Regions from separate parts of the Mus musculus genome. Here regions 1, 3, 4 and 5 are each linked to region 2. A link is a contact called in public HiChIP or PLAC-seq and promoter capture Hi-C data. All regions are on one chromosome and are shown on one strand. Each heading gives the region's core, a stretch centred on a gene start, on an enhancer-like site or on the middle of the called end of the contact. The rest is flanking DNA. Distances are from core to core; before and after follow the strand shown.

Region 1 (3,839 bases), core at 1,051-3,550, 160 kb after region 2:
ATCTTTTTTTGTTTGTTTTTTTTTTTTTTTTCGAGACAGGGTTTCTCTGTGTAGTCCTGGCTGTCCTGGAACTCACCCTGTAGACCAGGCTGGCCTCGAACTCAGAAATCTGCCAGCCTCTGCCTCCCGAGTGCTGGGATTAAAGGCGTGCGTTACCACCGCCCGGCACCAGCTTCTATCTTAGTTCATTTTTACTATTCCTGGAACAAAGGACCATGAACATGGCAACTTACACAAGAAACCATTTATCCGACCATCATGGCCAAGGAGCACAGAAGCAAGCAGAGGGAGCTTGAGCAATAGCTGAGAGCTCAGATCTCTCAACCACCAGGTTGAGAGAACTAACTGGGAGACATATATTTAATATAGGTCTATTGTTTAATTGTTGTTTTGAGATGAGGTTTCATGAGGTTGCTGAGGCTGGCTTATATAACCCCGTCTCAGAAGTATTAAATATGTGATTATGGAGCACTGTCCTCAGAGCATAAATAAGCATTACCATCTTAATCAGAACAACTGGAATTACTCACAAAAGACTCTCAGGATTGGGGCCTGTTGACAGAGGACAGGGTGTCACTAGATACTCACCTGGGACTCCAGCTACCCACTCCCAATTCTGGCCCAGTCTCACTTGGTTTTATGGTTGCTACAATGTAGAAAGGAGACCCCACCCCCAACAAGAAGCCACCTAAAAAGCAAAATGAAACAAGAAGTCCTGCTAAGAATGATAATTATTTAAGGTACAGGCAAAGTTTAATCATTTAACTTACTTTAATATGGCCTGTCCCAGAAGCATGGTAAGAAAGTGTTTCCAATTTGCTATTATCTACTTGAATGTATTCTTTCGCATAACCTCTCACCAAAAGAACAAATAACAAGTGCTCAGGGAATTCCTTGGGCATCAACTTTGCCAGTAACAGAAATACTAACTTTTCTTACTTTGTCATGAAACAGCTTTCACAAATTTGAACTTCAAAGGACTTAAGCTTTGTGTGTGTGTGTGTGTGTGTGTGTGTGTGTGTGTGTGTGTGTGTGTGTGTGTGCATGCCTTTAATTTCAGCACTTGAGAGACTGAGGCAAGCAGATCTCTGAATTCCAGGCCAGCCTGAGCTACATAGTGAGATCATGTCTTTTAAAAAAAAAATGCTTTAACAAGTAATGCCTCATTGGACCAAACTGACCTCGAACTCACAGATATCCATCTGCCTCTGTCTCCTAAGTACTGGGACTAAAGGTGTGCACCACTACTGCCCAGGGCCTCACAGAATTTATGCATAGTATTTTCCAAGAAAAAGAAGAACGTGAGAAGGATCTATTTTACCTTGCTATGACTGAACTACTAGCATTTTACCAGGATATCTCAAAACCCTCTTAAAAGGCAGCAGGGCAAATGAAGTTATTTCGATCCTTAAAAAATATCTTCAAGTAAGAAACTATACTATTTTCACAAGTAAGATACTTATTTTCTTCAAGTAAGAAACTATACTATTTTCTGAGAACACTTGTCAAAAGCTGCCAGTTTCTAAACTCTTCTGCAATCCCATCCGTGCCCCCAGCCCAAACCTACCCAAATGACAAACAGCAAAAAGGAAAGATCTTTTTCCTCAACTCGGTTGTTTTTCGCTTCCTCTACCGCCAGTTTGCTTTTCCAAATAGTGCAGTGACTAATGATTAAGGACGAAGGAAAGAAGTGTAACAGTACTTTAAAATACTTTCCTCACACACAAACCGAATTGAGGAAAAAAAAAATCATCTTTTGACTGACCATATTCTTGGCGCTTTCCCACGGGGAAGCCTCAAGATAAGCAGGGAATTTCCTAGACAGTGGAGCCTGCAACGCCAGGACCCTCGGGGTCATTCTTCTAACAACCATTTCAGAACTATGTGTTCATTAGGGCCACCAGCCAGACAGTCTGTTAATACTAACGAGAAACATCGTGAGGCTGAAGGTGAGGGACGAGGAGCCGAACCACCCAAGTCCAGGGCACCACCATAGCGCCTCCCTTCCTGCGAGGGCTCGCGCTGGTCGCCAACGCCTGGCGATCTCCTTCTCGGCCCAATCCACCAAGGACTGGCCGGAGCTCTCTTCTCCCCTCAAGTCCGACCCCCAAAACGTTGGACCACCACCACCACCACCCTTTTTCTCCTTGGGATATCATCCTACCTGTCCCGCTGACTAGTTCCCTCAGCTACTTTCCAGAAGCCTCACCCGGCGGCTCCGGCCACTCCTCTCCAGCCTCCACAGTTCTCGGACTCTAGAAGATCGGACAGGGTGCGCGCTCCCTCGCGCGCATGCGCCCGGAGGACTTGTGCGCCTGCGCAGTCGCAGGGCGCCGCGGGGCAGACACACCTCTACCACTGGAGCCAATCGCCGCGGAGAGGGTGTTAAATCTCCTGCCACGCAGGCGGAGATCCTGGGAAGTCACCCGTTAACCCTACAGATTCTCCCCGGGAGGAGTTCTTCCAACTATCATCCCTGAAGGCAGCCTTGCACGGGACGCTTTAGTGTTTGAAAGACTAGGAAAAACTCGCGACTGCCAAAGTCTACAGGGTGTTTTGGCCCGTTTAAACCAGGGAAATAGATGCGTAAATACCTTTCAGTTAACAGAATACGGTCACAGGAATTCCGAAGCAGCTTTGGCCAACAATGAACAAAACATTTATTTTGAGGAATGTCTGAAGGATTGACACAGGAAGTTACTCTTAAAGTCACGAAGGATATGATAAGTAGGAGTACTTCGGAAGTCTACGAGATAAAGAGTTTTCCAGGCAGTGGGAACAACAACAACAACGCAGCGCCTTCTGGAAGTTTCTTGTTAGAAGTTTAAGAGTTCGCTTTCTGAGACAAAAGAAAATGTGAAGACGTGGTAGCTCACATTGTGTAATCCTCAGGCTATCAGAAACTGAGGCTGGAGGATCACTTGACCTCTGGAATGTAAAGCCAAACTGATAACTTAGTGAGATCCTATTTCAGAGTACAGTCTATCACTGGGTTGGGGGGGAGAATGGAAGAGCCCTTTTAGCCCCGAGACCACCGCCATCAGGGCTGAGGATCAAGCTAGATCTTTAAAGGTCTTGTAAAATTTGGAATAATAAACCTAGGATTCGTTTTATACCCATTGAGTTACTGAAGGATTTTAAACAACTTGCCCCAAAAATTCTTCCAAGCATCTCTAAGAGTAAAGCAAAACAAATAAATAATATATAAATAAAAATATATATAAATAAATAAAAAGCTGGCAATATAGGGAATAAAAACTATTTCATAGAAATAGCCTCTTCTTAAGAGATAGAAGAAGTCTGAGAAATATCATTTGAATTTAATACCAAGGGATTGGTGATAGTTGACAGACATTGCAATAGTTTGGAGAAGAGAGAGACATGGGGACATTATAAAATGCTTTTGGAAACTTTGGCTTTTGTCAGAGGAAAAGGAAGAATAATGTATCTTATTCGTTTTTATTTTGTTAGGATGAAGACAGGAGGAAAAAAAAAAACCCAGATGAGAGAAACAGTTGAATTAAAAAAAAAATCAAGGGTGAGGTTGAGTAAAGATCGTGATTGGGTTAGAGCTTCAGTAGTCAAACCTCAGATGAGAGTTGGTGGTGTACACCGACAATCCTGGCACCAAAGGGGATCTTTGTGAGTTTGAAGCCAGCCCAGTTTACAAAGTAATTCTTTGTCTCAAAAGTAAATAAATAAAATTATGGGCTGGAAAGGTAGCTGTTCTTCCACAGGACATAAACTCAGTTTCCAACACCCACCTGGTAGGTAGCTCACGACTATCTGTAATTCCAGTTCCAGGGGATCCAAACCTTCCTCTGGCTTCCACAGGCACA
Region 2 (3,967 bases), core at 1,295-3,794:
CTTTTTAAAACTCCCATAAAACATAATTGAAAACATCAAAAATTCACTTGTATCAAAGTTGGAATGTGCCAGGTGTTTTTTGCTCACTTACAGTAGTAAACAAGGCTATACAGAGTTTGGGCTGTGATTTATTATTTTAGGGAGTTTGCTGAGAAGAAACCTTAAGACTTTATTCAAAACAGTTTGGTTTGGTTTGATTTTTTGAGATGGGGGTTTTTTCAGTGTAGCCCTGAGCTGGAACTTGCTCTGTAGATTAGGCTGGCCTTAAACTCCAGACCTACCTACCTCTGCCTCCAGAGTGCTGAGATAAAAAGGTGTGAGCCACCATGCCTGGCTAAAAACAGTTTTATTAAACTATAAATCAATGAAATTAGTTCTCTAAGATAATTAAGAAATTAAAATATAGGAAATAGATCTTCTTTTTAAGACAAAGGAAATGTAGCACTGGGCCACTCAGGACTTTGAAATTGGATTGGATTTCCTAGATTTTGGTGGTATATGCCTATAATCTCAACATTGAAGAGGTAAGGGCAGGAACAGGAGTTGAAGGTCATACATAATGAGCTGAATAATGAGTTCGAAGCTAACTTAGGCTCTATGAGACCCTGTCTCAAAATAGGGGGGAGGGGAAAGGCAGAAACAAAATCTTAGGTAAGAGAGATTGGATTGTTGGATTGGATGAGTAGACAGATCTGATGGCCTGGGCTCGAGCCACTTTGCTGTTCCCTGATGCACAGTTCTCATTCTCCTTTGACACCTTTCCTAAATGGCATCTATTTAATCAGATCATTTATTTACAGATTCCAAGTTTTTCAGAAAAGGAGGCACATCTCATTTTGTATTAGATATAATGAGTTCATAAATTATTACTGGCAAATGTTATCAAACTTAGTCATAACCCGAATTCTCTTACTGAACAAGAGAAATAAGTCAATGTTCTGCTGTCCTCCTCTTAATGAGATGCGAAATTGCTCTTTGAAGTTCTTTTCAATGTGTTACATTGTATCCTTTCTCCTTCAAGCATCTTCCCTTTATGTGTTTTTGCTCAGGCAACCATGGGCATAGAGTATTGAAAAACATGCAGTGCTTTTGTATAGGCCATCTGTACATAAAAGTGTAATTATTTATTTAATTTTCTCATTTGTACCATATTAAAGCTTTGTACAGTGTTTTAAGTTCTGTTTTAAAATTATTTTGTATTTTATTTTTATAATCTAGTAATAAAACATTCAGTCCGCATGCAAACTTTAGTGCTATTTGTGTGATGGTTTGGATTTCAAAAAGTGAAAACTATTTCCTAAACTACTAAAGTGTTACAGAAGTGACAGACAACCAAGAGAAGGCCATTTTGGCTAACTTAGACGCTAGGTGAACACCAGGGTTCAGGGGTCTGACGTGCGTGTTCAAGCTGACTTTGATATTCTTCTGTCTCTGCCTGCCAAGCACTGGGATTGCAAGCATCCACTAAATCCAGCACAGAATTAAGTTTTCAAAACTCCCTTTTCTTCTCCTTGGCAGTATGCTAGAGGGATTCCTGCTCCATCTACTGCCTATCACCAAGTGGTCTTCCTTTGAATGAGAGGAACACAGGGCCAATACACTGCTACTTTGTTTTGGAGGAAACTATAGATCCTATATCTTGATTTTTTTTTCTTTCCTTTTACTAAGGAGTATCATCCGAAAGCCTATTATATTTTTCAAAATAAGGGACCTGACAGGAAGTGTAGCCAGAGGGTTAACCAGCCAGTGTGTGTGGAGGAGGGTCGGGGGAGTGTGTCTAGGAATGCCATACTCTTCCAGAAGCTAATCATGAATCCTGACCTCTCAAGTAAAAGAAGTTGAGATATTCCCCTGCTGTAAACTCTTTAATACAATACGTAAGGGATTCAATACAAGTCTGATGGACATTTGATGATTTTATAACATGCCTCAGCATGAACTCTGTCCTCAATTGTCAGTTGATGAAAAAGTTGGCCAATGGTAAAGAGTCAGCCTTTTGAGTAAAAGAGGGGAAGGGGTGGGGAGCTAAGTAGGCCGGGCGCACCCCTTTAATCCCAGCACTCCGGAAGCAAAGGCAAGATAATCTATGAGGTCGAAGTCAGCCTGGTCTACAGAGTGGCCAGGCTATACAGAGAAATCATGTCTCAGAAAAAACAAAAAGGTCAAAACACAAGGTTACTCACTTTATTTTGGTTGAGGAGGGAGTGACTCAAAAAGCTCTACAGTCATGGTCTAAGGCTGTGCTTATGACAGGTGTCTGGTCTCATAGGCTGGTCTCTTAGAGTTGGTCACTTTTCCTGTCTGGTCCCTCTTTCAGACCCGGGTCTCCTCAGGCAGTTCATCTTATCACATTGCTCCAGGGGCCAGGAAATCAGAGAAAGGCGCCTCGCCGCCCTGCAGGCCTGGCTGGCTGGGCAGATCTTCCCGGGCCGCCAGAGCCCCACCCCTCAAGGACCCGCCCCGTCGTCCAACGGTCGATCCCGGTCGCCGGCTCCGCCCCTCCCGGCTGCCCGTGGCGCGAGTGCGCCTGCTCAGTAGCCTCAGAGCGCCTGCACAGGGATGGCGGCCGTTTTAGAGTCGCTGCTGCGCGAAGAGGTGCCGGTCGCAGCCGCCGTGCGGTGGATCGCGCGCAGCACCCCGAGTTCGGAGGTAACAGTGCGGACACGCCCTCAAGCCTGCCTGGAATGTGCTTCCCGCGGGGGATGATGCTTCAGTCCCTTCTCCCAGCCTGCCCTGCCTGACGGCCCGCGCCAAGGGCGCTCGCTCCTCTGCGCGCCGCTGCCGGGCCGCCCACCCTGCGGCCTCAGCCGCTGACGGCCCGCGCTGTCAGCTGACGCTCTCGCCCCGCGACCTCTGCTTCTTCCTCAGGATAGCTCCGAGGTGGCCGCTCTGAGCGCACTTCGGCCTCTGCGGAAGGAATTCGTGCCGTTCCTGCTGAACTTCCTGAGGGAGCAGAGCAGCCGGGTCCTCCCGCAGGGCCCCTCAACCCCCGCCAAGACCCCAGTCGCCTCGGCAGCCTTGCCAGCGAGGCAGGGGGCCCCGGCACGGGGTGGCCGTGGGGCGCGCAGCCAGCTTTTCCCTGCAGCCGAGCCCCTCAGCGCCGCCGCCGAGGCACCTCTGGCCCGCCGTGCGGGCCGCAGGCGGGGTCCGGGACCGGGGCCGTCCCGCGAACGAGGCGGTCGGGGCTCCGGGGCCGCGGAGGAGGGGGCGAGTGGCGAGAGCCCGCCTTGGGCCGGAGGCCGGAAGCCTAAGGGCTCAGGCAGCCCTGGCAGCCCCAGACTGTCGCTCTCTGATCCGCCAAACCTCAGCAACTTGGAGGAGTTCCCTCCCGTAGGCACCGTTCCTCCGGGCTCTGCAGGGTGAGAATCGGTCCTTATTGCAAGATGTTCGCTAAAGCCGAGCTTGGTGCCCCACAGTAGAGTGCGCGATGGTTAGAAGGTTGAGGGTGAAGAAACCACAATGGGGGAGGGTTTAAAAGGGGCCCAACTGTTATGGATGGAATGATGCTTGAAGATAGAAAATTGGAAAAAAACAAAAAACTGTGACTACTCTCAGCAGAACGAAGCCTTCTCGAAGGATCAACCCAACTCCGGTGAGCGAAGAGCGGTCACTGTCCAAGCCCAAGACCTGCTTCACCTCACCCCCAATCAGCTGTGTCCCCAGTTCCCAACCCTCAACCCTGGACACTAGCCCTTGGGGCCTTGGCCTTCCCCCAGGGTGCAGAAGTCTGCAAGAGGAGCGGGAGATGCTCAGGAAGGCGCGGTATGGCTTTGCCGCCACCTGGGATGTCAACTTCCTCCTTATGCGGGACTTGCAGGGATTTTTCCTGAACTTGATTTCTCCCTTCGGGATTCTGGGTTTGCTTCTTGGGCTGTTGATGTCTTCTCTGGCAGAACCTGAATGTGAATGTCGCTGGTAAAGCCAGGCTGATTAATCATGACATCTCCTCCTGTTCACATAGCACCAA
Region 3 (4,234 bases), core at 161-2,660, 220 kb before region 2:
ATGGGGATTCTCATTCAGATACAAGAATCGCTACACCAGCTTGTTTATAATTTCCCTTTGATTGGTGGGCTTATTTCTAAATTTTGACTCCCAGTTTTTGGATGTCTTTGCTAGTTATGTGAATTTCTTGGTGATAACAGTTTCTCTAAGAAATTCCTGTGCTAGAATACTCTTATTTCTCTGTCAACTTTAATAGATAACTTTTCAGGGAAGGATAGCAATTTTGGTTGACAGTTTCAGGGCCATACTTTTTCTGACTTTGAGGACTGCTAATGAAAGATTAATGTTGTTCTGATCTTTCTGCCTCTGAATGTGAGTTAGTGTGTTCTTTTACAGATATTAGTATTTTGTGTTTTTTGTTTGTTTAGTTTGTTTTAATTTAAATATGCCGTGGAGAAATTCTTCTCTAGGAAATTCTTAATTATAATTTAAAAAATAGTTTGTCTAAGCCTCTTTACATGATTTGCCATAACTCCTTAAGCTAGGCCATGGATTCTAGGTTAGATTTCTTGATGTATCCCGGACTTCTTGGAAGTTTTGGTTATCTTCATAATTTTTTTTTCTTTCTGTAAGCCTGTATGTGTTATTGTCCCAACTGGTGCCCCCCTCTGGAACTAGTCCTTAGCCCTTGGTCCTGGTCTGCTGTGACTTTGGTTTTTTTCTTTCATTTCCAGAATTTGGTTTGGCTCTTTTTTTGCATGTTTCCTTGCCAAATTCTCCCTTAATTTTCTCTCAAAATTACTGATACTTTCATCTGTTTCATAACTTTCTTGTGTTGATCCTAACTGACTTCTTAACCTGTTTATAGAATTCCTGTGTATGGTTGTTGATCCTGTTTTTAAAACTAGACTTTGAAATCCTTAAGCCTTTTAGTTAGGTCATTATCTTTGTGTTGGTGTTGTGAGTTTGTGGGAGTGTGTTGTGGTGCTGTCTTTGGCGTTCTTTTGCTGGGCTTGCACTTTCATTGGCAATTCCCATCCCTAGATACAACCTTTTGTTCTGGCAATCTGTTCTAATCTTCTGGCTCCCTCTTATTCTTTGTCTTCAGCTGCCTCTGCTGCCCTGTACTGTACTGCATGGACTCAGGGAAGAACTCAGCTCCACTGCACTGCACTCAGTGCACTCAGTGCACTCACTGCACTGCACTCACCTCACTGCCCTCACTGCACTGCAGTCACCATACTCACTGCACTGTACTCTCTGCACTGCACTGCACTGCAGTCACCACACTCACTGCACTGTACTCTCTGAACTGCACTCAGTGCACTCAGTGCACTCACTGCACTGTACTCACCTCACTGCCCTCACTGCACTGCAGTCACCATACTCACTGCACTGTACTCTCTGCACTGCACTCAGTGCACTCAGTGCACTCCCAACTGACTCCTTCTCTGTCTCTGGGCTCCTCTTAAATTGCTTCTCTTTCATGTGCGTCTCTTTCCTCTTAAGAATTGGGAGTATCCTATTTCTGACTCATTCTGTCAGATCTTTCTCTGATTCATTACTTTGTTTACTCCTCAATTAGCCACTTTTCAAACATGGCCTCTTCCTTCTACAAACATACTGGTGTGTGCTAAGGGATTGTCTGTATTCCAGCCAGAAGGGTTAAAAGTGTGTGGCATGTCTACATTCCAGCTGGATCATACAGACCTAGGTCTTTGGATGTGATCCCTTGCCAGGGCAGCCATGCCATTGGATTATAATTCATCTACATTGGAGCTCAATGTTTCAGAATCCTTCTGTTGACCCTGTTCTGGAAGAACTGTCAATCAGATGAACTCGACTGAGCTAAGATATGTAAATATTACAAAGAACAAAGTGATGTAGTCATGATTGTAAGCCAAAACAAAACAAAACAATAAACAAACAAAACAAAACAAGAACTCAAGAAAATTAACCAAAAAGAAATGAGAAACTTTAGTACAGTTTACAAAGATTTCTAGTCTTTTTTTGTTTGTATGCTTGTTGCTCTTTAAGACAGCTGGCCTGAAACTCAGGTTCCTCCCAAGCAGAGCCTTCCAATTGCTGGGCTTGTATCTGTTTACTACTATTTGCACTGAAATAAACAAGCAACAGTAAAATGTCTGCTTTTTTTGTTTAATATATTTAACAAATATTTTTGATTGGCCATATGAGCAATGCCTTTTAGGAGATGGAATGGGAGATGTTTAATTCATTTTGATAGAAAACAATAAAATGCTTAGGTGGAGGGGGGTGAGAATTGTGCTAGATTCATTCATTTTGAGACAGGGCCTCTATGTAGCCGTGGCTAGCCTGGAACTCACAGAGATCAGCCTTACTTAGCCTCCAAAGAGCTAGTGGTAAAGCCATGTCTCACGTATCCAGGAAGCTAGCTTTATTTTTAGAAATCTGAATTCAGTCTCAAATCTGATCTTGGACATTTTTGGATTTAAACTTATTTTGGGAAAGTAATCAGTATTCTGGAACTGCTTATCTGGAGGTGGGAGAGGACGGCTTTAGGTAGCACGCTAGCTCCTGCAGCACTGTGATTTCAGCCTTTATTCCCTCTGCCTTGGTGAGTGTGCTATCCAGATTCTGCCAGGCACATGGAATTGTGCCAAGCTTAGTGGAGCATCACCAAACATAAGCAGACCTAACTAATAGCGCTGGAAGCGAGTTGTGGAGCATTGAAGAAAGGCTCCTTTAAGATGAAAGGAAAAGCAAGTTCTCCCGTATTTCTGTTGTTTATTTTCTTGTTTTGGTTTTTTTCATTGTTTTTATAACTTCTGGTTCTCTTGTCCCAGTTGGGTTTATTTCTAAGATGCAAATGCCTTTCTTGAAAAATTCTTTCCTAAGCACTAGGTAGAAGCAGAAGAGTTTTTCCAATTCTTCACCTGAGAATGTTTTTATGAATGGTAAGAAGAAGATGTGAGGGAGGTAAAGGAGGAGCAGGACTGTTGTGTTCCAGTGTGGACAGTAGCGCCTTTGACAAGGTCTCTCTTTAACAAAGACCTCTGGGCACACTATTCAGAGAAGGTGACTTGTTGAAGAGGGAGTAAAACCAAACTTACAGACCATTGGTGAGAAGACATAAAAGGTATTAAAGAGAAGAGAGTGGCTTGGGGAGGTTGCCATCTCAACCATATGTAACATACAGTTTAGCTGTATTAAGTATGTTCATATTCAAGTTTTTTGTTGTGTTTTATTTTGTTTTGCTTTTGCCTTGTGCCACTGACTCTCTGTACACAGTCAACACTAAGTCCCTCTCTTCCCAGCCCACAGCCGTTGATTCTCTACTTTCTGCTTCAGCAACTGTGCCACTGCACACAAAAACTTTGTATGATCAGAATGTCCCCTCCCATCTCCTCCCCTTGCCTGACCTCCCCTTCCCTCCCCTCCTCTCCTCTCCTTCCTTTTCTTGTCTTGTTCCGATGATCAAACTGTGCCTATCCCAGGCAAGCATTTACCCTGAATCTCACCTCCAGCCCCGTTTGTTATCAATATGTGCCTGTGAGTACTTTTCAAGTGACTATGAGACTTGGTTGAAATAAAGCTATAATGGATAGCCATTTTTGCATGGTACTATCATAATGAAGCTATTCAGAAAAACAATGAAGAGAATTTACAGGGGAAAATATGAATAAAAGGTATTACATAGTCTGTTTCTTTTTGTCTTCTGTAACATCAATTTTATACTAAGAACTTATGAATTCAACTTGATTGGATTACTCGTGGATATTGAAATGAACTCACTGAAGTGATTATTTTAAATACTTAACATCTTCCTTTATGTGGACATAATCTCAGTGTATGTTTGCTGCTGTTTCCTCATAGAGCTTACATTGCCCATTGAATGAAGAGGTGATTGCTCAAGCCAGGAGAATATTCCCTTCGGTGATAAAATACATTGTAGAAATGACTATATGGGAAGAAGAAAAGGAATTGCCTCCTGAACTGCAGATAAGGTGGGAGCTATCACAAGCCACAGGCTTAGTGATGGTTATTTAAGTTGCCAAGCACTGCTGGATATCTGTTTGTGGTTCTTCCTTCCTGTCTGCCTTCCTGCCTGTTTTCCTTCCTTCCCTCCATCTGTTTGTTTGTTCGTTCCTTCCTTCCTTCCTCCTTTCCTTCCTTCCCTCCCTCCCTCCCTCCCTCCCTCCCTCCCTCCCTCCCTCCCTTCCTTCCTTCCTGCCCAAGCTCTGTTAGAGTTATGATTTTGGAATAGATATAAACACAGACATTTTGTAGAATAGTTTTATTTGCCCAAGGCAAG
Region 4 (4,308 bases), core at 671-3,170, 240 kb before region 2:
TCAGATTTTGTTACGGATGGTTGTGAGCCACCATATGGTTGCTGGGATTTGAACTCGGGACCTTCGGAAGAGCAATCGGTGCTCTTAACCACTGAGCCATCTTGCGAGCGCCCTACAGGTGCGTTTATTATTATTGGTTTGTGTGTGTGTGTGTGTGTGTGTGTGTGTGTGTGTGTGTGTGTGTGTGATAAGCCCTTTACAATGAGTCACAAGCTCAGCCTTATGCCTCATGCTCTCCCCTCAAAAAACAGTCACTTGATTTTTCACCCAACAATGTGTCTTCTCAAGATAGAAAGAACAAAACAACAACAGCGTTTCTCAAACTTTATTTTCTCAGGATCACTTTAAACTCCTTAAAATTATTGCCCCTCCCCAAGAATCTTTTGTACAAATGGTTCCTATCAATATTTACTAATAACAATTTAAGATGGAGAAAACTTTTAACTAGCTTAAAAGTTTCTATGCAGGGCTTCATGTAACCCAACATGTTCTGCTTTTTGTTGTTTTGGGACAGGACCTCACCGGCAGCTAGACTGATCTGGAACTATATAGTTCTGCTGCCTCCAACTTGGAAGAACCCTCATATTCTCAAATGCTAGCTGACGTTACAGCTGTAAGTCACCCATGCCGGCTTACAGGCATGTAAACAATATAACATCTTAAACATTTTTCCTTTCTTTTTCTCTTTTTGAGATGGGGTCTCACCACATAGCTCTGGAGTAGACTAGGCTAGCCTTGAATTCAGAGATCCACCTGCCTCTGGTTCTGGAGTGCTTAAAGGTGGGTGCCATTACACCAGGCATAAACAGCATTTAAAATGAAAATTAACTCGGTAAACAAATGTTATCCAAAATGTGAGAATTTCCAAATTTCTTAAGTTCCAATTTAATAGAAGGGTAGGTGTGTTTTAGTTCTGCCTCTATCTATAGTCAGTCATGTGTTGCTTTGGTTGGTGTATGTGAAGAAAATTTGACCTTACAGATCTAAAAAAAAAAAAAAGCCAGGTGGTGGTGGCGCACACCTTTTTAACCCCAGCACTTGGGAGGCAGAGGCAGGCGGATTTCTGAGTTCGAGGCCAGCCTGGTCTACAAAGTGAGTTCCAGGACAGCCAGGACTATACAGAGAAACCCTGTCTCAAAAACAAAAACAAAAAAACAAAACAAAACAAAAACAAAAACAAAACAAAACCCACTTCCATGGCAGGTGAGATGGTAGAAAACCAATCCCCTCAAATTGTCCTTTGATCTCTAAACATGATCCACACACACACACACACACACACACACACACACACACACACACAGAGAGAGAGAGAGAGAGACACAGACACAAGTCGCTAAAGTATATATATAAATTTAAAAAGGGACCAGGTGGCTGACATCTGTCACTTGGAATGCAGAGGTAGGAGGAATGCGTGGTATTGGAGGCTATTATTCGTTTCGTAAAAACTAAACCAAACTAAACAAAAAACAAAAACAAAAACAGAGGACACTAAATTAGCTCTTTATCACCTTTGTCCTCCAACCCTGGTCTTGGCCTTGGGTGTTTTCTCTTGGTTCAGAGCTATTCCTTCGCACTATGCATAGATGCACAAATGCAGGAATTTGTAGTCTGTGGCAACAGTTTCCCCTCGATGTTTCCGTACATCTACCTTGTTCTTTTCATGGGGTATTCCATAACGGGGATGTATTCAGTTTGTCTTCCCTTACCGACGGATGGACTAGGTTTCTCGGTTTTGTCATCTCACCACCCCTGCCCCGGGGTTAAGGGATGGCGACAAAGCTGTGAGGTCTTCCCTCGGGGATCAGCCCTGGTGGAGCAGGGCTAACTAACCATCAGGGGCGGAAACCTCCGGCTTGGCAGGTCGGCAGCCTGCTTCCGGGAAGCCGACCGGAAGCCGCTCCGGGTGCTGCGACAAACCTGACTTCAGGGGCCGTCGTAAAAGTGTCGTCCCTGTCGCGTCGGGCCGGCCACAGGTTTCCGCTAGCTGGCGGCCGGGGGTCGGGAACTGCGGGCGTTCGTTTCCCTTAAGATGGCGGACGAAGAGATGGACGGCGCCGAGAGGATGGACGTCAGCCCGGAGCCTCCCCTGGCCCCGCAGCGGCCGGCATCGGTGAGTCTTCATCTGCTAGCGCCTTTTGTCCTCTCCACCAACAGCTTCCCACCGCGCCTGGGAGGGTTTGGGGCTCCGCTTTCTATGGCGGCACTGGGGAAGGGGAGTCCTAGGATTGAAGGATCGACCCTCCCTCCCCCGATAAAGTTAGTCGTCTCCTACACACATTCCTGCCAGCCAGGTCTACGGAGTTTAATGACTGTCATCTATTAAGTCTCAACGTGCTCAGACACGCATGTCTCTATTTTGAAGTAGAAAGAACTCGTGCACATTTAGGTGGGTTTGATGTAGGAGCTGAGATGAGGTTGGAGAAGGCCATTTTTCGGTAGACGCATTGCTGACCCCTCTTGTTGATAGGCATCGGGACCCGGACCAGCACCTGGTGTGATATAGCATTGTCGGGTGGACTTGATAGTGGCAGTGAGTGTTGCGGCTGGCAAGGCATGGCCAGATATCCATTATTGCAGCGTCTTGAGAACCTTCGATCTGGCCCCCAGTGAGGGAAATTTGTCATTTGTCATGCCTTTTATATATGAGAAGGGACATTTCAAACGAGAGAATACTGGAATCTATACTTGGCTATTAGATTTTTGAAGGGCTGAGAAAGGAGAGGTAGAATAAAATTGAGTCAACAGTCTGGCTGCGTGGAGAATACGAACAGAGTAGGCTGAAAGGTGGGGTAATGTTCACAAATGTTCTGATGTGGTCCCTTCAGATAACTAGAAGGGAGGGAGGTCCTTAGGAAGTACTCACTATTGATCACAACATGTTTTATCAGTTTGTCTATAGCTGCATATGGAAAAGTGTGGGAAACATACCCGCACCCACGCAAACCCATTGTATATACACATACCTGTTAGTGAAGTTGTTTGTAGTTTTAATAAACTCATTCTTGGCTTACTTTACCCCAGCAGACTCTAGAACATTATTTTATGAGACAAGAGAATGACTCAGAAATAAGTCAACCACGGAGACTAGAGAGAATGTCTGTAAGATAAAAAACCATCAGGGACAGAGTTGGAATAAGACTATATGCACTAGATCAGCACTTGGCAGTCTTCCTCCTCCATCCCAAAAAGCAGTTGAAACTCACTTCACCACTGGTAATGTAGCTTAGATGAAAACAGCTAGAAAATGTTTCCAAGTAGATAAACTGGTTTGTTTGTTTGTTTGTTTGTTTGGTTGGTTTTGGTTTTGGTTTTTTTAGTGCTAGGGAGAAAACTCCAGGCCTTATGCATGCTAGGCAAGGGCTCTTCTTCTGAGCTATAGGTTAAGATAGAGAGATCATTTACTTTCAGGAGTTCCAGGCAAACCCCGGACTAGACTGTGAAACTCCATCTAAAAACAAAAATAGAAAAAAAGATTCATAGATAGAATCATGTGCTTTTTTTGTTTGTTTGTAATCTAGTGCGTTATAGTCAGAATAGTTGTAGTTTCCTATTGCCAAAGATGAGTAATGTTTATTTAAATCGTTGCTATGTTAATTCTTTCCCACTAGCACTGTAAAACCCCATTAATAAAACCATAAAACATCCATTACTTTGGAATTGGAAAAATGGTATAGAAATTGAGCAGGAATCTGTAACAAACATGTCTTCAAAGAATAATATATTTCTTTGGGCAAGGCTTTTTAAACTTTACAGAGAAGCAAGGAGTGGTGTCATGTAGCCTCAGGGAATTCAGCCTATAGATAATATAAAAGATGAAGAACTTAGATTCAAGATAGGGTGGTGTAAGTGGATACAGACCGATGACCGTGAAGCCTTTATTTTTTGGCTTGAGCCCTTTTTGCTTGACCCCAGAGTTCATCCTACTTCCTGTAGTTTTTCCATCTGCCCTTTCCCATTTCATTCTCCCTATTTAAAACTCTTGTGGTTAAGCCAAGATTGCTCAGTTTGAGTCTTCAGCACCCCACCACTGTTTGCTTAATTTGTATCTCAAATCTCTGTTGGGTCTTGTGGAAACAAAATAACAAATATAGGACAGCTACAAGATCTAGTAAAGGCTTTGTTCTCATTAGAGTGCTTTTCTAGTTACAGTTGCTGATTTCTTTAAACTAAATTGCCTTTTTTAAAGATACAAGGTTGTTTTAGTAACCTTTCAGCAAGGTCTAAAGTCACTTAACAAGTAAGCAGCATGAAATGATAGGGCTAGCAAGATGGCTCAGAGCTGCTTCCTGCATAAGCTTGGTACCT
Region 5 (3,827 bases), core at 622-3,121, 230 kb after region 2:
GCCAGTCCTTAAAAATAGAATTGGTCGCCAAAATGTGGCTCATTCAAACCTGTGTGAAAGTGAAGTTTTTTTTTTTTTAAGGAGATTTTGTTTTAATATTTAGGCAAACATGTAACAGGGAGATTCATATGTGTTTCCAGGTTAGGGCTTTTTTTGTAAAATCGGAAGGTTTGGCAATTACACTGGGCGAGCAATGTCCTGTGGCAAGTCAGCTGAGCCCCTACCCAGTGTCTTTAAAAACAACAACAAAATACAAAAAAATCCCCCAAAACAAGCAAACAAAAAACCAGGGTTTCTCTGTGTAGCCCTAGCTGTCCTGGAACTCTCTCTGTAGGCCTTGAAACCACAGAGATTCACTTGTGCCACCACACCTGGCCCACCATGTATTATTTGAAAGCTGTTGACAAACATAGGTATGTAAGGACACTAGACCCCCTCCACTGACCTGCAGTACTCATGACATGCCTGTTCCCATGAGCCTCCCTCCTCCCTCTTAAGCAGCACTAGAATTGAATCCAGAGCCCTGTGAATACCAGGCAAGCATTCTACACTCAGCCACGCTCCCAGTCCATGAAATCTTTGAGTGAGCAACTCTTGAAACATATTCTATGCTGTTCCAGCACCCAAAGGATGAGGAAGAGCAAGACACACCCAACCCTAAAATAAGATGTGCAGTTGTTAGGAAGGTACCTGGCTCCAGCCCTAGCATGGAACCAGCATTGTGATCATGGAGTCACTACCTGAAAGACACTCAGTGGGGCGTTTGTCCTGGGTCAAGTCACTCTGAGAACAGCCACAAGGTCCATGGCAGACCTGAGTCTCCTCCATTACACCGACCCCTCTCTCCTGATACACTCACACACACACATACACACACACACACACACACACACACACACACACACACACACACACACACACACGAGACTCTAAACTTCTCCGCTGCCCTACCTGCCACTTCCTGCCTCCAGGAGTGCAAGGAAGCCATTTAACCCCACTGAGCCACCACCTTCTCGAGTGAAAAGCTGGGATGACAACCTTATCCATCTCGTCCTCTTCTCCAAATGTTTGAAGAAATGATGTAAGCCACAGTCATGAAGGATATCTAGAAATACCCTTGTGATGCACATGCTACACCTGACATTTCACATGTGTGAGCTTATAGATCTAAACTCCACCAGCATGGCCAGGGGATTATGATTATCCCCATTTTACAGAGTAGAAAGCTGAGTCAGAGGGGTTCTGTAAACTTGACCAAGTCACCAAGGTGGAAGGTGAATGACCCAGGTTCTGACCCTGGGTCCTGAACCTAGTCCCTTTTCTCTGTGTGAGAAATCAGATGCGATCCAACCTCTTAAGCCAATATTAGCCTTCCTTGCCATCACTTCCTAAACCCAGCTGCCTTCCTCTAATTGATAAAATATTTTCTCCTCTTCCACACTCCTGCTTCTGACCAGCAAAATGGTTCTATAACAGAAGCATCATTCCTTCTGCCATGCACACTTGACTGCCCCTGCCTGGGCTGGAATGTGACCCCCATATCTTCTCATAGTTAAGAGCCTAACCACTTACCACTGGCCGATCCACAGAGATTGTATTTTCAGCTTCCCTGCGAAAAACACAAAGGGTATCTCAATATCCCCCGGAACAAACAGGAGTCACCCCCACAAATTTGTCCAGGTCACATGGCTTCTTTGTGGTCAAAGATTTGAGATTAAATCTAAAAGAGCCTGGGACTAAACACCCACCCCAGGAGCCAGCCTCATGTAGATGCCATTCCCAAAAAAGCCCAGGCACACAGCTACTCCTTGGTGTTGCCCAGAGCTCCCTCAAAGCATGGCCCAGCTACCTAGCAACAGGCCTAGCACCTCTTCCAGGGACAGAACTCAGAGAGGCAGGGTCTGTCAGTACATCTGCTGAAATGAAGCCTGGCTGGCTTCCCGTGCATTCCAACTACACTCACTTGCTTATCATTTCTATAAATCTAATGTGTCTATAAAGCAATGTGTGTTTCTTCGTCCCTTGTCCCTTGAGTGTTAACCTTCATGAAGTCACCGAGCCCCTTCTGTTTCTGTTTCTGTGATCCTGTTTACTTCATGATCCCCAGTGCCTGGAAGAGTCCTGGGGTAGAATGGCTGCTCAAAACATATCTGCAGGATGAATGGAGTGAGTATTTGTGAGCTGCTCTAGTGCCACAGGGCTATACTTGCAACTCCTCTGGAGGCTGGGGTAGGAGGATCAAAGGTTCGAGGCCAATCTGAGTGAGTTCAAGGCTAGCCTGGGAGGTTTAGTTAAACCTGTGGCGCCCCGGGATTGCACTCCAGTGCTGTAAAAAGCAATCAAAGAAAGGACTGAAGGAACTTGAGTAAAGGTCCTAGAGTACAGAATGGCAAAAGCCTGTGGCTGTGTCCCAAAAGACCTGAAGGAAATTGGTCCAGCTGCCTCCTGGCTATAGGATGGGCCACATGAGTGACCTCTTAGCGGTAGGTGGGGAAAGCCAGGCTGCCACTCACTCAGAGAGATTCCTCTTTTCGGAGAAGACTCGGAGGATGAATTCCCCCTCCTGGTGGGGCTCGTAGGTGGAGGGTACGATGACATACTCGCTGGGTGGCAGGCGGAAGCGCTGGGACACCTCCCGCATGTTGATGTAGGTTTTGCTTCTGGCCTTGGAGGCGTTGTACAAGAAGAAGTCCTTCTGCAGGTGTTGCTTATTCCCGTGCATCTGGGGACAAGAACCCAAAAGAACTGAGCCCCTTGGGAAGGTTGTGTGGACCTGCTCATAGTCCCCTCCAAGGGCCCTGACTCTTTGGTCATTCGTTTCACAGTCCTTACCTACCTACTTCCAGTTCCTAAGGCCTCAAATTGCTGAACATCACAGAAATTCTGTAGCTCACTTCCTCCTCTTCCTTTTTGGGGGGAGGGGGTGGGGGGGCAGGATTCAGAAATAAAGGTCAGGTCTATGTTTTTCCCTTGGCAGGGCCACTCACCAGAACTGATGATCCCCAATTCCAAATCCCTCAAGCTCACAAGTGCCCCAAAGATGGGGAAGGACTCTGGGCTCTGAAGAAGGCGATTCTCCTATTCTAGGAGGCAGCCTCCTTCAAACGCACCTCTGAGAGTGTATACTTGCATGAATATGAAAGAATAAGTGTGGGAAGGTTTGTGTGTTTGATGTGCAGGGTGTCCTGGTGGGAGGGAGAAAACGTGCATTCTGGGCGTGGTACCCTCCTATCAGCCTCGATCACCAACCCTACCAGGAATCTTCTTAGGGGGCCACAGACAGACTTAGGACCCCCAAGGAATGCTGCACACCACGGCTGCCCGCTGCCACTGCTATACCTCTTTGGGAACCTGGAAGCGAAATAGAAAAAGAACATCTCTGATGTAAATGAGGGTACAGAGTCTGCAGAAGGGAATGCCAGACACATGAGAGTGACTGTAGGCTCTAACTCCTGCTACCACCCGGCCAGCTCCGTCCTGCCTTCTGCAACTGTGGTATTTACACTGGTGACAGACATGTGTGAGCCTGAGAGCAGGAGCCCTGTTGGTCACTGGGGACACGAAAAACCAGAAGACCCTGTTGGAAACTCCCAAGTTCTCCCCGCTGGAAAGGTGTTTCCCGTACTGGAGCCGGGGCGCTCATACCTCGTAGATGGCGAAGCCAATAGTGAAGAGGTTGGCCCCCAGCTTCCGGTCCTTGCGCCGGTTCTTCTGCATCAGAGCCACGAGGAAGCTGCAGATTACCTCAGAGTCCTCAGGGTCATCGTCTTCCTCCAGAAGCTTGAGACGGTACTGCGGGTTGGTCCAGAAAGTGTCTGTGACCCAAG

The links. HiChIP or PLAC-seq counts read pairs in DNA pulled down with a chosen protein or histone mark. Capture Hi-C pulls out chosen DNA fragments and counts their contacts.
Region 1: a contact with region 2 is called in a promoter capture Hi-C map of adipose tissue. The contact joins the promoter of Snap23 here to the promoter of Cdan1 in region 2. A contact is called at or near these places in 13 of 39 promoter capture datasets (the 3T3-L1 cell line, the C10 cell line, the HPC-7 cell line and 9 more), 14 of 484 Hi-C or Micro-C datasets (CD4 T cells, CD8 T cells, Th1 cells and 8 more), 6 of 115 datasets of contacts at active chromatin or transcription factors (the SCID.adh cell line, effector CD8 T cells, embryonic stem cells and 2 more) and 3 of 9 other capture datasets (adipose tissue, liver and pancreatic islet).
Region 3: a FOXA1 HiChIP or PLAC-seq map of pancreatic cancer cells shows a contact between it and region 2. The contact joins the enhancer-like site here to the promoter of Cdan1 in region 2. A contact is called at or near these places in 9 of 39 promoter capture datasets (the 3T3-L1 cell line, 3T3-L1-derived adipocytes, the HPC-7 cell line and 5 more), 6 of 115 datasets of contacts at active chromatin or transcription factors (the 230-238 cell line, CD8 T cells, embryonic stem cells and 2 more) and 3 of 9 other capture datasets (adipose tissue, liver and pancreatic islet).
Region 4: a contact with region 2 is called in an H3K4me3 HiChIP or PLAC-seq map of embryonic stem cells, with 25 read pairs. The contact joins the promoter of Ubr1 here to the promoter of Cdan1 in region 2. A contact is called at or near these places in 16 of 39 promoter capture datasets (the 3T3-L1 cell line, 3T3-L1-derived adipocytes, the HPC-7 cell line and 11 more), 4 of 484 Hi-C or Micro-C datasets (CD8 T cells, Th1 cells and embryonic stem cells), 10 of 115 datasets of contacts at active chromatin or transcription factors (the 230-238 cell line, CD8 T cells, bone marrow-derived macrophages and 4 more) and 3 of 9 other capture datasets (adipose tissue, liver and pancreatic islet).
Region 5: an H3K4me3 HiChIP or PLAC-seq map of the SCID.adh cell line shows a contact between it and region 2, with 9 read pairs. The contact joins the enhancer-like site here to the promoter of Cdan1 in region 2. A contact is called at or near these places in 5 of 484 Hi-C or Micro-C datasets (differentiating embryonic stem cells, double positive thymocytes, embryonic stem cells and 1 more), 10 of 115 datasets of contacts at active chromatin or transcription factors (the SCID.adh cell line, bone marrow-derived macrophages, effector CD8 T cells and 5 more) and 3 of 9 other capture datasets (adipose tissue, embryonic stem cells and liver).

The regions. Positions count from the first base shown.
Region 1 is chr2:120,566,132-120,569,970 of GRCm38.p6, reverse strand. It overlaps Snap23 (synaptosomal-associated protein 23), which reads right to left and starts at 2,300. Exons shown (of 8, transcript NM_009222.3): 1 at 2,165-2,300.
Region 2 is chr2:120,730,094-120,734,060 of GRCm38.p6, reverse strand. Cdan1 (congenital dyserythropoietic anemia, type I (human)) reads left to right here and starts at 2,544. Exons shown (of 28, transcript NM_026891.2): 1 at 2,544-2,649; 2 at 2,869-3,359; 3 at 3,556-3,762; 4 at 3,962-3,967. The coding sequence starts at 2,560. Ttbk2 (tau tubulin kinase 2) reads left to right here. Exons shown (of 16, transcript NM_001024856.2): 16 at 1-1,245.
Region 3 is chr2:120,949,732-120,953,965 of GRCm38.p6, reverse strand. Ubr1 (ubiquitin protein ligase E3 component n-recognin 1) reads left to right here. Exons shown (of 47, transcript NM_009461.2): 5 at 3,796-3,926. Among named protein-coding and RNA genes, the nearest start is that of Ubr1, 19 kb to the left of the region's middle. Within about 2 kb of position 1,410, at least 19 of the 459 cell types and tissues checked have an H3K27ac peak or open chromatin away from gene starts, as enhancers often do. A contact at or near this core is called in pancreatic cancer cells and pancreatic islet, where this site is marked.
Region 4 is chr2:120,968,327-120,972,634 of GRCm38.p6, reverse strand. It overlaps Ubr1 (ubiquitin protein ligase E3 component n-recognin 1), which reads left to right and starts at 1,920. Exons shown (of 47, transcript NM_009461.2): 1 at 1,920-2,113. The coding sequence starts at 2,033.
Region 5 is chr2:120,494,760-120,498,586 of GRCm38.p6, reverse strand. Capn3 (calpain 3) reads right to left here. Exons shown (of 24, transcript NM_007601.3): 11 at 3,646-3,815; 12 at 3,340-3,351; 13 at 2,514-2,722; 14 at 1,573-1,609. Among named protein-coding and RNA genes, the nearest start is that of 4931402G19Rik, 27 kb to the right of the region's middle. Within about 2 kb of position 1,871, at least 14 of the 459 cell types and tissues checked have an H3K27ac peak or open chromatin away from gene starts, as enhancers often do. A contact at or near this core is called in the SCID.adh cell line, where this site is marked.